2 separate regions of the Salmo salar genome follow, and region 2 is linked to region 1. A link is a contact called in public Hi-C data. All regions are on one chromosome and are shown on one strand. The core of a region is the stretch at or near the end of the contact, and the rest is flanking DNA. Distances in the headings are between cores, read along the strand shown.

Evidence for each region. Hi-C and Micro-C count contacts between places; a contact is called where the count stands out from the background.
Region 2: a contact with region 1 is called in a Hi-C map of muscle, with 2.0 times the contacts expected there. The contact joins the enhancer-like site here to the promoter of LOC106603552 in region 1. A contact is called at or near these places in 2 of 3 Hi-C or Micro-C datasets (gill and muscle).

Annotation. Positions count from the first base shown.
Region 1 is chrssa04:53,850,526-53,858,477 of Ssal_v3.1, reverse strand. LOC106603552 (nuclear receptor-interacting protein 1) reads right to left here and starts at 4,891. Exons shown (of 2, transcript XM_014197394.2): 1 at 4,598-4,891.
Region 2 is chrssa04:53,914,341-53,922,292 of Ssal_v3.1, reverse strand. LOC106603552 (nuclear receptor-interacting protein 1) reads right to left here. Exons shown (of 2, transcript XM_014197394.2): 2 at 220-6,893. The coding sequence starts at 6,528. The coding sequence ends at 2,683. Among protein-coding and RNA genes, the nearest start is that of usp25, 31 kb to the left of the region's middle. Within about 2 kb of position 3,717, at least 1 of the 13 cell types and tissues checked has an H3K27ac peak or open chromatin away from gene starts, as enhancers often do. A contact at or near this core is called in muscle, where this site is marked.

The DNA.
Region 1 (7,952 bases), core at 3,642-6,141:
AAGGTAGGGGTGTTATACAGCCCTATTTGGTAAAATACCAAGTCCATATTATGGCAAGAACAGCTCAAATAAGCAAAGAGAAACGATAGTCCATCATTACTTTAAGACATGAAGGTCAGTCAATCCGGAAAATGTCAGAAATTGCAACCCAAATAAATGCTTCACAGAGTTCTAGTAACTGACGCATCTCAACATCAACTGTTCAGAGGAGACTGCATGAATCAGGCCTTCATAGTCTAACTGCTGCAAAGAAATCACTACTAGAGGACACCAAAAATAAGAAGAGACTTGCTTGGGCCAAGAAACACGAGCAATGGACATCAGACCTGTGGAAATCTGAGATTTTTGGTTCCAACCGCAGTGTCTTTGTGAGACGCAGAGTAGGTGTATGGATGATCTCCACATGTGTGGTTCCCACCGTGAAGCATGGAGGAGGAGGAGTGATGGTGTGGGTGTGCTTTGCTGGTGACACTGTCTGTGATTTATTTAGAATTCAAGGCACACTTTAACAGCATGGCTACCACAGCATTCTACAGCGATACACCCTCCCATCTGGTTGGCGCTTTGTGGGAATGTCATTTGTTTTTCAACAGGACCATGACCCAACACACTTCGAGGCTGTTTAAGGGCTATTTGACCATAAGGAGAGTGATGGAGTGCTGCATCAGATGACCTGGCCTCCACAATCACCCGACCTCAACCCAACTGAGATGGTTTGGGGTAAGTTGGACCGCAGAGTGAAGTAAAAGCAGCCAACAAGGGCTCCGCATATGTGGTAACTCTTTCAAGACTGTTGGGAAGGCATTCCAGGTGAAGCTAGTTGAGAGAATGACAAGCGCGTGCAAAGCTGTCATCAAGGCAAAGGGTGGCTACTTTGAAGAATCAAAATCTAAAATATATTTTTATTTGTTTAACATTTTTTGGGGTACTTCATGATTCCATATGTGTTATTTCATGTTGATGTCTTCACTATTATTCTACAATGTAGAAAATAGTAAAAATAAAGAAAAACCCTTGAATGAGTCGGTGTGTCCAAACTTTTCACTGGTACTGAATAAAGCCTTTATTACAGAAGACTAAAAACAGTTGCATGCATTCGTGACTTGCGATTGATTTATTGTTTAGGCTAATTATCCAAAACTCCCTTTGTTATTTCATTTTAAAACTAAAATGCTTGATTGAATTTAAATCATGAATGACTCATAATGCTGTGTGATGACATGAATGATTGAAACAGTATATAGATACGTATAGAAGTATTGAAATAAAGGGCTAAGTAATGAAAATTACACTTATTGATGACGATCATAATAATCATTTTTAGAATGACAATAAGAAGCAGATCAAGAAAAAGGAGGGTATAAGAGCGTGAGCTATGTGCATATTATGTGTGACAAACAGATGCTGTTAGATTACAATAATATTTTTCTGCCTGATTGGAACAGTGAAAACAACACTAAATAAATTATAAGCAATACCAGTCTGTTTTAATGAAATAAAATGGTTAAGCCTTTATTTCAGCATAGCAAAGATTAAAAACAGGCGAATCTGTGAAATTGCTTTATCTGACATTTTGCCGTTGCATGAGGCTTGGTGCTGACGGAATCAGTAGGCTATTAAACAAACACTCAAACAGGCAACATAAGCAAGATATGTCTTATTTCTGTAGATTTTTATGGATGATTTATAAAGCCAGGCACATTTAAGAGTTAGGCTATTGATTATAGACCTAATTAAGTTGGGGTTTTCTCTCTCCTCAATTTTCTTAGACAATAAATGCAAGGGCTGTTTCCTCTTCTCGGCTGCTGCTGCATCCACCGCATTGTTCTCAATCCCAATATGCTGGTTAACTTTCCTATTATGCACATAGCAACATAGGGAAAGGCGGCAATTTTCCACGCATTGAAGATTATGTTTCAGACAGCGACCATATCCAACACGGGAAAAAACGCATTTGTTATAAAATAATATGTGATTTATTTGTGTTGCACCATTATTTTTACAGAATATAACTATATACAATTTCAGTATGACGTCTTAGAGTGATGGACTGTACCATCCCTGTGGCCTCCGCAATGGATTAGTCCACTGAGACAGGGGTGAATCAGACAGGTGTCTCGTGCACCATGAAAAAACGAATTTGCGACTGCTCGACTTAAGAAATCTCGGTCAACCAACAGCCTATCGACCAAACAATCAACCAGTCGACAAAATTGGGTTGGCCCTAATTTTAATACATACACTACAGCAAAGTGCATTAATTGCAAAAACTGTAGCAACACTGTTACAACACTGTAACACCCATTTTCGGGGACGACAGATGGTTTGTTGTCCTGGGGAAACAGAACCTTGATCTGTTAGACCAGGGTCCAGAGTCCAGTCTTGTGAGCATTCAGCAGATGTAACATCATTTGCATATTTCTAATTTAAATATCCTCTGATTCTGTGGCGGGATACCGCACATCAATCATCATCAGTAGCTCCCTAGACAACAACCCACGGCTACAGCAAAACAAGTTGTGTAGAGTACAGTACACTAGCTCAGTGTAGGAGGAATATGGCTGGCATGTGCACCAGATTAGCCTATTCAAGAGCAAGAACATGTTAAATGTGGAGGTTTTAGTTATCTATGGCTCCAGTACAGAGGACTATACACAGCTACCGTTGAACATCCTGTACAAGATCAGGTCAAATAATTAAGTAGCTGAAACACTCCAGAAAGGGAGGGCTAAAAGCCAGACCCCCAGACAGGCTGAGTATTTAAACTTTTCAAAAGTCAGCCAAGTTCACTTCAACAACGCTCAGGCCTATATTTGGCTAATCCACCCCGGTTTGCTGTAAAAGTAGGCCTAGTACACAATTGAATGTGTTGATGTGTTCCAAATGATGAAAAGTAAACAGGTTTGTTGTTGGGGGGGAAGTTTTGCCAGGGTGGCTAAGCACACCTGAAATAACAGTGAGGTCATGCCCTCTCTCTCTCTCCTGTGACTCCGCTGGCTAATCTTCAACCCCTGACTTTTTGCCTCTCCACCGATCCCATGGTCAAATAGCCTCTGCAGAGTCCCCAACAATCGGATGTTCCGGTTTTCAGGGGAAATGGAAAGAGAGCCTGTGACAGGACTTCCGCATTTGGAAGTTAACAAGGCGGCACTCCATATTAACTCCTCCTCCACATTTGCTGGATTGGTTGAACAGTGCAGAAGAGAATGTTCCCTGACATTTTTTTCTCATCAAGACCAGTATGTAGGGGATCTAGTTTCAGGCGTTTCTTTCATGCCTGCTACATTAGGTTAATGGTCAAATGCAGCTACAGGGCATCTGGTGATGACTACTCCAAACAGTGGAATAGTTCAAATCCATTCTACCTGTCAATTGTCAGTAGCCTACTGCTAAGATATTGAATTAAACCATAGCAAACTAAAGAATATATAAGATGTAGATAATAATAATAATAATAATAATAATAATAATAATAATAATCAACAACAATAATAATAATAATAATAATAATGTAGTAGTAATACAATGTCACCAGTACTTTCTGTGTAGAAATCCACAATGCTAATTTAAAATCTGGTATATGAACTGAATATTGAAAACTCAAAAAATGAAGTGACTAAAAAACTACGGTAGGCCTACATTATTCCAGACACTGTGCCAATGATGAATGAACATTTGAGGCGTGCAATGCCAAACATTTTGTCACCTTTGACAAGGAACAAGGAAGCACAACAGATTAATTGAAAATCATCAGCATCCAGTTTTAACTATGAAGCATTATAATGCATTTATAACGTTAAACTACACCAATCAAAACTCTGAAATGATTACTAATTTGGCTACATTGGAGCAGACTACGAAAGAGCCAAATTGATGTTGACAGTCATAATATCAATACCGGGTCTATTTACTAATGCTCATAGAAATAATATTCATTATCTGTATTAGTAGGCAGTGGCTATGCGCCTTTCATTTAGTACTAGTCCTATGCAGCATTGTAATGCAGGTTAAACAGAACATATGTATTCGTGGCCTATCATTTTGTAGGCTATAATTTTTACACGTAGGCTAGACTACAGCGAGGACAGTGCAACAATTGTAACAACAAACACTATAACAACAAATGAACAGTGTCACAACAATGAATGGACAATGTAACAATGTGAGAAAAATACGGAATAGCAAAGTAGCCAGCACGAACAAGCTACATGATTCGTATTTGAGTCATTAGATTTAGGCGACATAACATTGGCGCTTTCTATGGCAAATAGCTATTACATGTCTACGTGCGGTAATGCGTTTTGTTAAGGTCGACAAGGAAATAATCTCAAACTGGCTATAATGTAACCCCGATGCCATTTAACAAAATGGAAACGACATTACCACAGCACTGGCTGGTTTATTACGACTTCTTTACGCAGCGTTTTCACACCGCTATGAGCCCAGAGACTAAGGCTCGAGACACAAACATCCTTCAACCCTCAAAAACATGCTGTAAACATGTTAAATCCATGACACACACCCCGTTTGTGCCCTCGCGGATTTTACAGAGTCGTTCATTTCACAGCCTATTCTGTACATTTAGCTCGGCACGTACCTGCTTGGGTTTGTCTACCCCACTGGCTGACAGTGGACCCCACTCAAGCGAAAAGGTGCATTATCATTCGAAAGGAGGAAATCCTTCGGATAGTCTCGGTGAAAAGGTCGGATTTCTCGAACGCGGGTTAATTATGAAAAATTGATGATTTATTCCAAAATGCCTCGGGTTTGGATCGAAGTGATCAGGCTCTGCGACCTGAAGTCGAATCAGACGGAATTGCTTATTCTCGGAATCCCCTTGCTCCGGAGCACTCAGCAGAGGCGACACTCCTCCTCTCTGCCACTGACACCACCCTTAAAGGAGCAGTTTAAAGGAGCAGTGGCATTATCGACCGATCCCTGCCCCTCTCCAAATGTATCGTTAGACTTAGTGAAAACGTTTGCGGTTTATTGTGTTTAAAAGTAGTATACAATCAGTTTTATAGCCTATGGTTTATAGACACTTAAATAATGTGTTTATTAATGTTGTATACATAATTATCAAATAATGAACTGTCTATAAATTGGGACTACTTACAAACTCTTTGCAACCTCTGAAAGACAGCAAGGATGAGATCAAAGGAAATAGAATGAAAATGTAACAATCAACAACAAAAAACTTGTTGCCTTTTAAAAATTAGCACAATCAGGCTTTTACATTAATGGTTGTATTACATTATACTGATAGTCTGGGCAGTTTAGTAGAGTACGTTATGAATTTCCACTATTACTTAGCCGTAGCTCTTTTTTTCTGTGATATAATGTCTGTGGTATCTACTATGATGGCCCACAGTCTTCTATCTCATTTGGCCTTGAACAAAATGTCTCAGAGGACCTGGGGAACATCTCTGTTTTCTGTCATGAATAAAAACACAACATAACCTACTTCTCTTCTGCACAGCCCTTCTTCCAGAGAAACTCTTTTTATTTTTAGACTGGGGGCCTGGAGGGTGAGAGTGTGGGTGTGTAGGGGGGCAATACAGTTCTCCCACCACACTGATTTTCACTATTGTTTTAATTCCATGTTATTGGTTAGACAGATTTTTAACAGGACACATACATACACGCACACAGGTGCACACGCAAACACACGCAAACACACGCGCACACACACACACACACACACACACACACACACACACACACACACACACACACACACACACACACACACACACACACACACACACACACACACACACACACACACACACAGCTACAGCATTTAGGTTAACCAATGGATAATGTGCCTCATAACTGAATGTAACCTCGCCATAATGGTTAAATAGTCATTTAATTCAATGTTAGTTTAATAAACAGAACTGACACTCAACTTGTCACTGCGATAAATTGTATAGCACCTTAGAAGGTCATTGTTCACGGCATGTCTTACCTTTAATTAGCATTTTACAGTGTAACTGAGGTTAATGTAGGACTCAGAGACTAAAGTTCAGTCCAAATTGGCACTCATATCAACCTTGTATTGTCTAAATTGATGGCTTTTTATTGTCACTGTCTGACTAGATACTACACATGAAAACAGGCTTAACTTTGAGATCCTTTTGTGCTATTTATTTTGTCTTACTAAACGTGCACCATACATCAAGAATGTTCTTCTTGACCACTGAGATGTCAGCCTTTAGGTTCGGGGGAGCAAACGGCCTCAGCAATTTACGGTATCTACCCTCGTAACCTCTGAACTTAAGTGACCTTTCATCTTTGAACTTTGACCTCAAATGCCACATGAATGGAGATTCAATATCCTCCCTTTTATTCCTTCCCCCACCAGAACTGCCCTGACCTCTGCCCCCAAGCTTTTCACAGAAATGTGGTTCACAGAACTTCCACCTTTGACCCTAAGGGAAGGACAGCCTGTGGCTGTTTTTGTGGCTGTATTAAGAACTCTGCATGTAACACAGTAATACTGAAAAGGATCACACACACACACAAAACAAAGTCTCTGGTAACAGACACGATGCTTTGTGTGTTACATTCTACGGTGGAAGTGGTAAGGGTAAAGTCTGTCAGGGCAGCCATGAGGATAACTGTGAAGTTAGAAGAAGTGTGGCGATTCTGACGAACAACAAAAGACAGAAAAGAGGAGAACGCATGGTGCATTTAAGAGGGCTGGTTAACAAGGCGTTTAAGGGCCTTTTGTAAATGCACTCTGATGTTTTACTGGACACACTAGTTAAAATTTTGTTAACACCCAAGATGACTTACTCTGTCATGCAGAATAACCAAAAGTAGTAGGTTTGGATGTTGTATCATGAGACATTACCAAAATAACCGTGGTACCAAAGAAAGCAATACAAGAATGCTGAACAATAATAGATTAATACAAAATGAAATAAAAAAAATAAAAAATGTGGAAATCACATAAAGATAATTGGTATCCTCATGTAGAATTGTATCAGTCTTTCTCTAATTAACAAACTGCCTGCTCATCAATTAATTAAAACTTGAAGAAAGTAGCCAACCTACCAATGTCAAAAAGACAAATTGCTTTAGACAATTAACTAGCCTGGTTGTTTTCTAAGTCTAAACTGTGGAATTTCTCATCCATAAAATACTTGAAAATAGCCATTCAACTGTGATTCACCTTACACATGAGCAAGGGTTCAGTGAGCAGTTACTGGGGCAGATTATTATCAGAATCTTTTTTTCTTTCATCCAGGAATTAAAGAATCCAATCAACCCCCAAGTCCCTCAAATGTTTTTTATGCAATTTAATTCCAGCTGAATATTTCAATGAATAGACAAAAAAGAGACATAGAATGATATGAATCCCAGTGCAAAGTTCTATGGTGCTCCACGGCTGTTCTCCTGAACCCAGTAGTGCAAATAGAGGAGAGTTTAGATTCAGACGCCTGATTGTCTCTGAGGGAGAGAGCCAGAGTGTCAGCAGACATTAACCCATGACCTTTAACCTCTACTCCCCAATTTCATCCGGAACGTCTCCTAAGGTTTGGAGTGGAGGGAGGGGCTTTGAAAGGGCAGGCAGGTGCGAACTGGGATAGGAGCAGGACTGTTGGAAGTCACACTATACTGTAACCTTCGGACTCAAATGAGTAAATAATGGTTGTTAGGGTCTCATGTATAGAAACAGAATGGATAGAGCTGTACTTTGACCTTTGTACCTGAGTTAGCAAAAGCCTGGGTATGGAAATATAATATACTGAGGTACTGTTTTTATTTAAAAAAACATAACCTATTTAAATTTGGCTGGAATTCAATCTTACTGACTGACTGACTGTATCAATTTCAAACCATTTTAATTTTTTGTCACCCTATTTCTACAGTTCCAGATCCCACAAGGAGAGAATTACTCATTAACAAGTTAAACTGACTTTATTGGTGCAACAAACAAAGGA
Region 2 (7,952 bases), core at 2,468-4,967, 65 kb before region 1:
GAACTCAGAGTCAAAGTTATAGATGACGTCCTCAGGGCTTAGAATGCACCATGTATGAGGAAGCTGAACAGCAACTGACTCACACTGACAATATGTGTACGGGAATATAGACCAATTTAAGGAATAAACAACGAAATCAATCATATCAAATACCGTAGTAATATAATACGTTATTATAGTTAGGTAAGGTGAATATCATAAATGAAACAGGAACATAACTCAGTCAAGAATTTTAGTACTTTATTTTGGAGATATCAGTGCAAATGAACACCCAAAAAAATGCAAACATAAAAAATGAAATAATGTTTCAGGTTGTCACATGGAAAAATGAAACACTTTCGTTTTGCTACAAATGTATGTTTCAGATGCACAATGCCAGTAGGTCTATGATTGTACTTCATACCTCCGCTCTGTCATCAACCAGTAACAGAAAATAAAATCACAAAAATATTCAATGCACGTTTATTTTCACACGTTTTCTCCACTTTCTCAACAGTCTGTGGTTATTTAGGGACTGTTCATGTTCTAAATGACCGTCTCTCTCTCTGTGATAAAAATACCTATTTTAAGACTTGACATTTTACCCCATCACCAGTAGGGATACACAGGTAGTTCCCATGCGTCTGCATGCAACAGGCAGCAGTGAGGAGAGTCAGACACTATTACACAACACAGCGCAGGATAGATTATCATTTTACCACATAGAGACACATGCAAAGAACAAACCAACCAAAAAATGGGCATAGCATCCTCTGTCATTTGTATGTATGTACACTATTACGCATAGAATTCATATTTACATTTTTCCGGGCATTAAAAACTAGGGTAATATATTTTTCTTCACCAATACAAAATAGTTATCTTTCATAATGAAAGTACTATTTACACAAATATATTTAACCATTGTGAAAATCTATTAATAATAGAAGAAACGTACTGAATATGTACTTCATATGTATATGTATTAAAAAAGATCACATGTAAGACTAAATGGATGACAGCAGTGTGGGAAACTGAAACCAGAAACTGATCAAATACAGTACAATCCAAATAACGAGCTAGAGATCAGATAAGCCCTCAAGACACCAACAATGTCTCAATGATTATTGGGTGACAGGTTCACGTCATATCCAGCTGCTTTAAAATGTACCTGTGGTTTCCTCTTTATTTCCATGCAATTCTTTTGACATTTTAATATGAGCTAAGAAACCGCCAAGAAAGTAAAAGGTGTCTATAAAGCACGAGAATCAAGAAACACAAGATAAGCTTTACAAACTGTCAAATTCTCAATGGATAACAACACTGACATTTTTTCATTACATGCCATAAACATATTATTTTTAAGGACACCAACAGCTCAACTTTGACAGTGCAAACTCAGGGGTACAATATCAAATTAGACTGCATTTTTTAAATTTCAGAATATGCATTTATATTTCAAAACCATTCATTTTGAACTCATTTGGAACTAATAGTTATGCAGATGCTGCAGTATTTTAACTGTTGCCCAGAACCTGTATACAACACAGGAGGTTGGTGGCACCTTAATTGGGGAGGACGGGCACGTGGTAATGGCTGGAGAGGAATATGTGGAAAGGCATCAACAACATCAAACACATGGTTTCCATGTGTTTGATCCCATTCCTTTTGCGCCTTTCCAGCCATTACTATGAGCCGTCTTCCCCTTAGCAGCCTCCACTGGTATACAACTACTACTGCCACCCACAACTCACTGTCCCACAGGTAGGCTCGTCAAAGGTTTTTAAATAACCTCTACTACTACTATTCGGTAATAGCTGTATTACCAGTTGTATTACCATCTATTAAGACGTCACCCCGCATCTGCACTGTCAAAACGTAGCCCCAACAAGTTCATTACATATCAAAGCAAAATGCAATGCGTTGTGACCACATGAGCCCTGTCTGTCAGTCGACATAGTCGACTCACTGATGATCATAGAATGAAATCAGTCTTGAGGAGACGGTGCAGGAGCAACCAATACAGAGCCCTCTAACAGAACTGAACTGTAGGTACCTTTAGTAGATTTGATTATGAACATTGTTCACAGGATGTTCCTTTAAACATGTCTCTATCGTGTATGTTTTAATGTACTGCTGTGCTTGCCCTGGTATGACTATATTTAGGGTTTGATCAAAAATGTATGCTCTCTGTCGATCTGAAAACTTCCTGTTGGGAAAATAAATAAAGATGCAGTGATTTTTGGAGTCATCAATAATAAAGGTAGCTGGAAATGTTCTTGATCAATGTTTTACAGGTGCCAACAAAGAGGACACCGAATAGTGATATGTGTGCAATACAGACACAAATCATTGGAGTAAAACCAGACAACTTCTTTGAAAGGTGCTTTCTTCATTCATTTAAGAATGTGAAATACATACTGTATGGAAATCACCAGTGGGCATGTTCAAATTTGACAATTACCTAATTTTGGTGCAAGTGATTTGACAATCTGTTGAAGTAGAGCTATATCGTACCACCCATTCCGTAAACCGAGCCATCGATAATTATGATACAGTAATGAAAAGAATGCCTTGAATTCATTTGCTCGGTTCTTTTCATTCAAAATCCTCACTCTTGCATTCCTTGTTGTTATTTCTTCTCATCTAACTACAAATGAATTTGGCAATTTTTTATGTTTTAGTTAATGAAAGTCATTAAAACTACCATTTGTCAGATGAGTCGCTCAGCCTGTCGTTTTTGTGGCTGTGCTTGTCGTTATTGTAGGGAGGGGACAGGGAGGAGTGCTGGGTGGTGGCAGAGCTCAGTTTGTGTTCATAGGCATCATGGCCATCATTACCTGGCTCCTCCTTCACCTTCACTCCCCCTGGCCCTGACCCCTGGGTCCCCTCCGCCTGGTCCCTCCCCTCCCTCCTCAGCTGAGCGCTACCCTTTTGCAGCATGTAGTACAGGATGGGGTTGGAGCGGGTGAGCCGGGGGGAGTCTGGGCTCAAGTCACAGCCCTCCTCCGCCTGGTCTCGACCTGCCCACTGCACCGGGCTCTCCGGCTCCCGTTTCACCGGGGTGGGGTACCGTTTGGGCGAGTCCTGACGGGGTGGGGGGGCTGTGTGTCGCCCCCAGGGGGAGCGTTGACTGATGTCCCCTGTCTGGGGGGTGGGCAGGGGTCTGAGGTGGCTGGGTGGCCCTGAGTTGAGGGAGCTATGGGGGTGGTGCCAGGGCAGGGTAGGCAGGTTGAGGAGGTCGTGTTGATTGTAGCCTGACTGATTGAGGTTGAGGACGCTCCCGTTGGCTTTACCGTTGGTCTGCAGCACAGAGGGGACAGAGGGGCTAGGGACTCCCCGGGGCTGGGACAGCTCCTTCAGACAATTGTCAGACAGGAGCAGTTGTTTGAGCACGTTGAAGCCCCGGCTCTCCCTAGGGAGAAGAGCTTCACTGCTGAGGCTCCTGGCTGGGGCCTCCTCCTCATTAGGGCTCCTGAGGCCCCTGTGGTAATCAGGCTCCTCCTGTATCTGGCTATGGACCAGGCTGCTGTGGCTGCTTCCAATGTCCACCACGGCCCTCTGAGGGCTGCCATTGTTCAGGCTCATAGCCAGCTCTGAGCAGAGCCGTCTCTTTTTAGGGCTGGGCCCCTGGTGGTGGTAGTCTCTCTGCTCCTCCTTCACAGGGACAGGGCTGGGCCGGCGATCTGTGTGTGGCTGTGTAGGGCTGGTGTAGTAGGTAGCGCTCTGCTGTTTTAGGAGCTGGCTGAGGAGGCCATATTTAGCAATGACCTCTGTGGGCCGGGGCTCTTTTTTTAGGTCCTGCTGGGGTTCAGAGAGCGGGCTGTGCCTGTCGTCATACCCTCCTCCCCCTCCTCCCCGTCTCTTTCTGCTCGTCACATCCTGACACACTGTAGAGGACAACAGGCCTAGGACCTCTTCCCCCGGTTCAGTTTTAACCTTGAATTCTGCTGCCGAGGGCCCCTTGGATCTGTCACAGATGACAGTGCCAGGGGGCTTCTCATAGCAGCTCCCCGCTGCCGTCTCCACACTGCACCTCCCACCAGACCTGTCTCTGTCTCTGTGGGTGGCTGAGGCCACGGAGGAGGCAGAGGAGGAGCTCGCTCCCAGCAGGAGCTGCAGTACTGTGCGACGCTCCAAAAGGTTCTCGATCTGGGACGAGGTGGGTGACACCTCCCCCCGGCGACCGAACGACGGTGTGCCGCTGCCCGAGGGCCTCTCTGAGAGGGGGGTAGTTGTTGTGTTCCTCTGGATGGGGGCATTGAGCCTCTCCAGCAGAGCCAGAGGCCTGCCACCACCCACCTCCAGCTCCCGTCTGGGTACTTTGCTGGGAACCATGGGTGGGGAGGGCGAGGCAGTGCCGCACTGGGCCAGGTTCTGTAACAGTTTACTGGCGCTGAACGCCGGCTCATCTGCAGCTTTCTCAGCAGGGAAGGGTTTAGACTTACATAGATCCAGAGGGCTGGACTGGACATGGGGAGAGGGGTAGGGGGATGGGGTGCTGCTGGGGTCTCGGCTGAGAGAGTACAATGGAAGGCCTGATCTGTCCAGAGGGCTCTGTGTCCTTACTTCCTCCCAGGGGGCCAGTGATTTAAGTGGGCCCCGTGACAGACTGGACAGGGTTGCATCATGCTGCAAATCTGGATTAACCACAATTTTGTTTACCTTGTCGTTATTCTTGCGCTCCAGAAGGAGCTGCATGAGAGTGACCCTGGGGTGGGACTTAAGGTCTGGGCTCATTTCAATCTCCTTCTTAACCTGGGGGACCTTCGGACCGGAGGGATCTGGCTTCCACTTGTTTAGTAGGGACTCAGTGAGTTTGTCTAAGGAGGAGGAAGAGGAGGAAGAGAAAGCAGTGGAGGAAGAGGAGAGAACGGTAGAGGAGGAAGAGAAAGCAGTGGAGGAAGAGAAGACAGTAGGGGCAGAGGAGAAGATAGCAGAAGAAGAGCTGGAGGAGAAAGCAGTAGAAGAGGAAGAGTAGGAAGCAGAGGTGGAGGGGGAGGTGGCTTTAGGCCTGGTCTCTGGGGCTCTGGTGCTGGCCCTGCTCCTCATAGAGAGGTCAATGGGAGAACAGCTGGAGTAGGAGCTCTCTGCGTCGCTGCAGCTCTCCTCTCTCTTGGCCAGGCTCTTCTCCTGGACGGAGCACTCGCTGTCGGAGGTGACTGAGGAGCCGCGGCTAGGGGGCAGGACCCCACAGTCGTCCTCCAGGTGCCCGTTCTTAGTCAGCTGCTTCTGGTTGTTGTGGTTGTTGAGGAGCAGCAGGAGCAGGCTGCTGCAGGTCTGGGGGGGCCTGGCGGGGCGCGAGTCAAAGCCACGTTTCTCAGTAGTGGGGGTTTGGGGTTGGGTCTGGGTGTCGGTGTGGGGGGTGAGGGGCAGAGGAAGAGGGGTGGGGCAGGGTGAACTGTGGGCTGGCAGCAGGGAGGAGGGGCTCCGCTGCCTTGAGCTGGAGTTTAGTGCCAGTCGGGGGAGTGTTGTTGTCGCTGTCCTGTTTTGGGCAGTTAAGGAGCTTAGCGCGTCTGGGGCAACGGTGGTGGTGCTGGTGCTGGTGGGCGGAGCCTCTCCCACACTGGGCGGCCTCTTGTCCTGGGTCTGCTGCGTTGCCATGGCGGCCAGTCTCTCGCTGGCCGAGTGGCCCGAGTGCTGGACCTTGAGTGCATGCTCCCTAGTGTACTGCTGCAGGTGGGCCTCACTGGACAGCAGCAGGGCCAACTGACTGCAGGCCACACTGGGCTTGGGCGAGGGGGCGGGGCTGGAGCGGATCTTTACCAGGTTGGCCACAGCCTTGAGCCGTTCTGCACAGGACTGAGCATCAGTGGAAGCAGCAGCAGCGGTAGGGGTAGAAGGAGGGGTGCTGCTCTGTACCGAGCAGGGGGACTCAGAGGGCCTGTCCTGGCTGTGGCCGTGTCCTTGCCGGCTGTAAGGCGTGCTACTGTGGTTCTGCATCTTGCTCTTCCTCATCAGGCCCTTGAGGCGGCTGGAGGCCATGCCGTAGCAGGGGAGCCGCTCCTTGTCTGGAGCAGGAGGGGGCTCGGTGGGCGGGGAGCGCTCGCTGGGGGGTTTGGTGGACTGCTGCGACATGGCTACATTCTGCAGTCTGGAGCTGAAGGACTGGAGCAGGGAGGCCAGCAGGGTGCTCTCCCCAGCGTGAGGAGAGCCCTCCAAGGCCCCATTTTGCAGGCCTCCTCCACCCCCCTGGCTGGGCAGCTCCACAGGGGGGGAGCTCAGCCTCTGGGCTCCAGGCTCATTCCAGGCCCCTGAGCGGAGCAGCCGGGCCTTCTTCAGGTTCTGGGAGACCCCATGGTGCAGGGCAGGGCCGTTCCCGGCCTTCTGAACAGTGACGATGGCGGGGCCGTGGCTGGGCAGCTGGAAGGGCCGGGCCATCTTGTTGACCTGCTCCACCTGGTTGCCGTGCCCTCGGGCAGCCTCTGATCTCCGGGTTGCCGTGGCCCCAGGCCCAGACGCCACGGGATGCATCAGTAAACCTTCCAGATAAGTTAGAACAGCTGAATCCGTGTGTGTCTCAGGGCCAGGCTCCTCCCCATGAGTCATGTTCAATACTAGGATCCCCTGGTATGGTTCAGCACTGCTACTGGGAATAACAAGGTCCACTAGGTCATCAGGTACTGTACTTTCAGATATTGATAAGAGGTAAGTATGCACATGGGCAGGTTCTAGTCTTTACAGATACTGGAATCCATGGGCTCAATGTAAAGTCATCCCTTATCCACAGTGGAAAAAGCCACTAATACACAGAAACTGTGGCCATGACGGGAGCCATTTGGGGGCTCTCATCCGGCCCTCGCTGCCATTCCTGTGTGCCTGTGAACACCGGATGCTCCCAGAATGCCCGGTATAGGCTTATTCAGTGAGCGGCGAGGAGTGAGGAGTCAGCGAGATTGATCTCAGACGGGGATCTATGGGAGCAGAGACAGAGAGAGAGAGAGAGAGAGAGAGAGAGAGAGAGAGAGAGAGAGAGAGAGAGAGAGAGAGAGAGGAGAAACAGCATGAGAAGCAGGGATTTGCAGCACGGCAGCACTACATCACATTAATTTCAACACCTTGTCCACCATCCGTGTTACTTAGCAACATTTCAGTTTGACTGCACACATTTCTTTTTTCTTTCAACCGAACCGACAACGACAAATGTAGATTAGGGTCTGAATTTATTCAAATGGGAAATTCAAGCCCACCACCTCGAAAACATTCAGGTCTACAAGCCGTAAACCCCTCGTGGCGATGTCTCTGCGCTGTCGTTCAAGAGTGAAGGGCCTGTGAGAGTTGTGCATCATTTCTTATGCAGTTTGTCATTTCAGTGGATTATCCCCCTCCCTCCCTACTACCACTCCTCCTGCACTTGAGCATCTCACACTATCATGTCTCCGTTCTCACACAGCACCTGGGTACTCAGTGCCCCCCCCCCCCACACACACACACAGAGGGTATAATGACTGAATGCTCTCCCACCTGGGTACAGTCCTGGCTGCCCTGGTGCCTATAGAGAGCTCTGGCATTATCACCACCTGCCCAGCTAGATCCCTCTCCTGCCCCAGTTGATCCCTGTCTGGACAATATATAGACCCCGCACTTCCATTCTTAGTGTCAGTGACATTTAAAAAAAAGCCCTGAAGGTATTCTAAAAACCAGAACTGCATTGACTTGACATGAGCCTGGTTATTATGTACAACGGCAGCACATGTTCCCTCAGTACTGACATTGGCCTCCACAGAGAAGAGACAGAATATGGCTCGGTTGATCTGCCAAATGTGTGTGTGTCTGTGTGTATGTGTGTGTGTGGATCCGGTGCACCTGTCACATTGTGGCTGTGCCATGGTCAGGAGGGCAAGACACTGACACTCAGGCAACTGACCGCCGTTGCCGGTTGCCATGACAGTGGCCCTGAGAGACCAGCGGTATGAACCCTGTCATGCTGGTCTCTGTGGTTACGGGACACGTCCCATAGTCAGGGCTCAGCC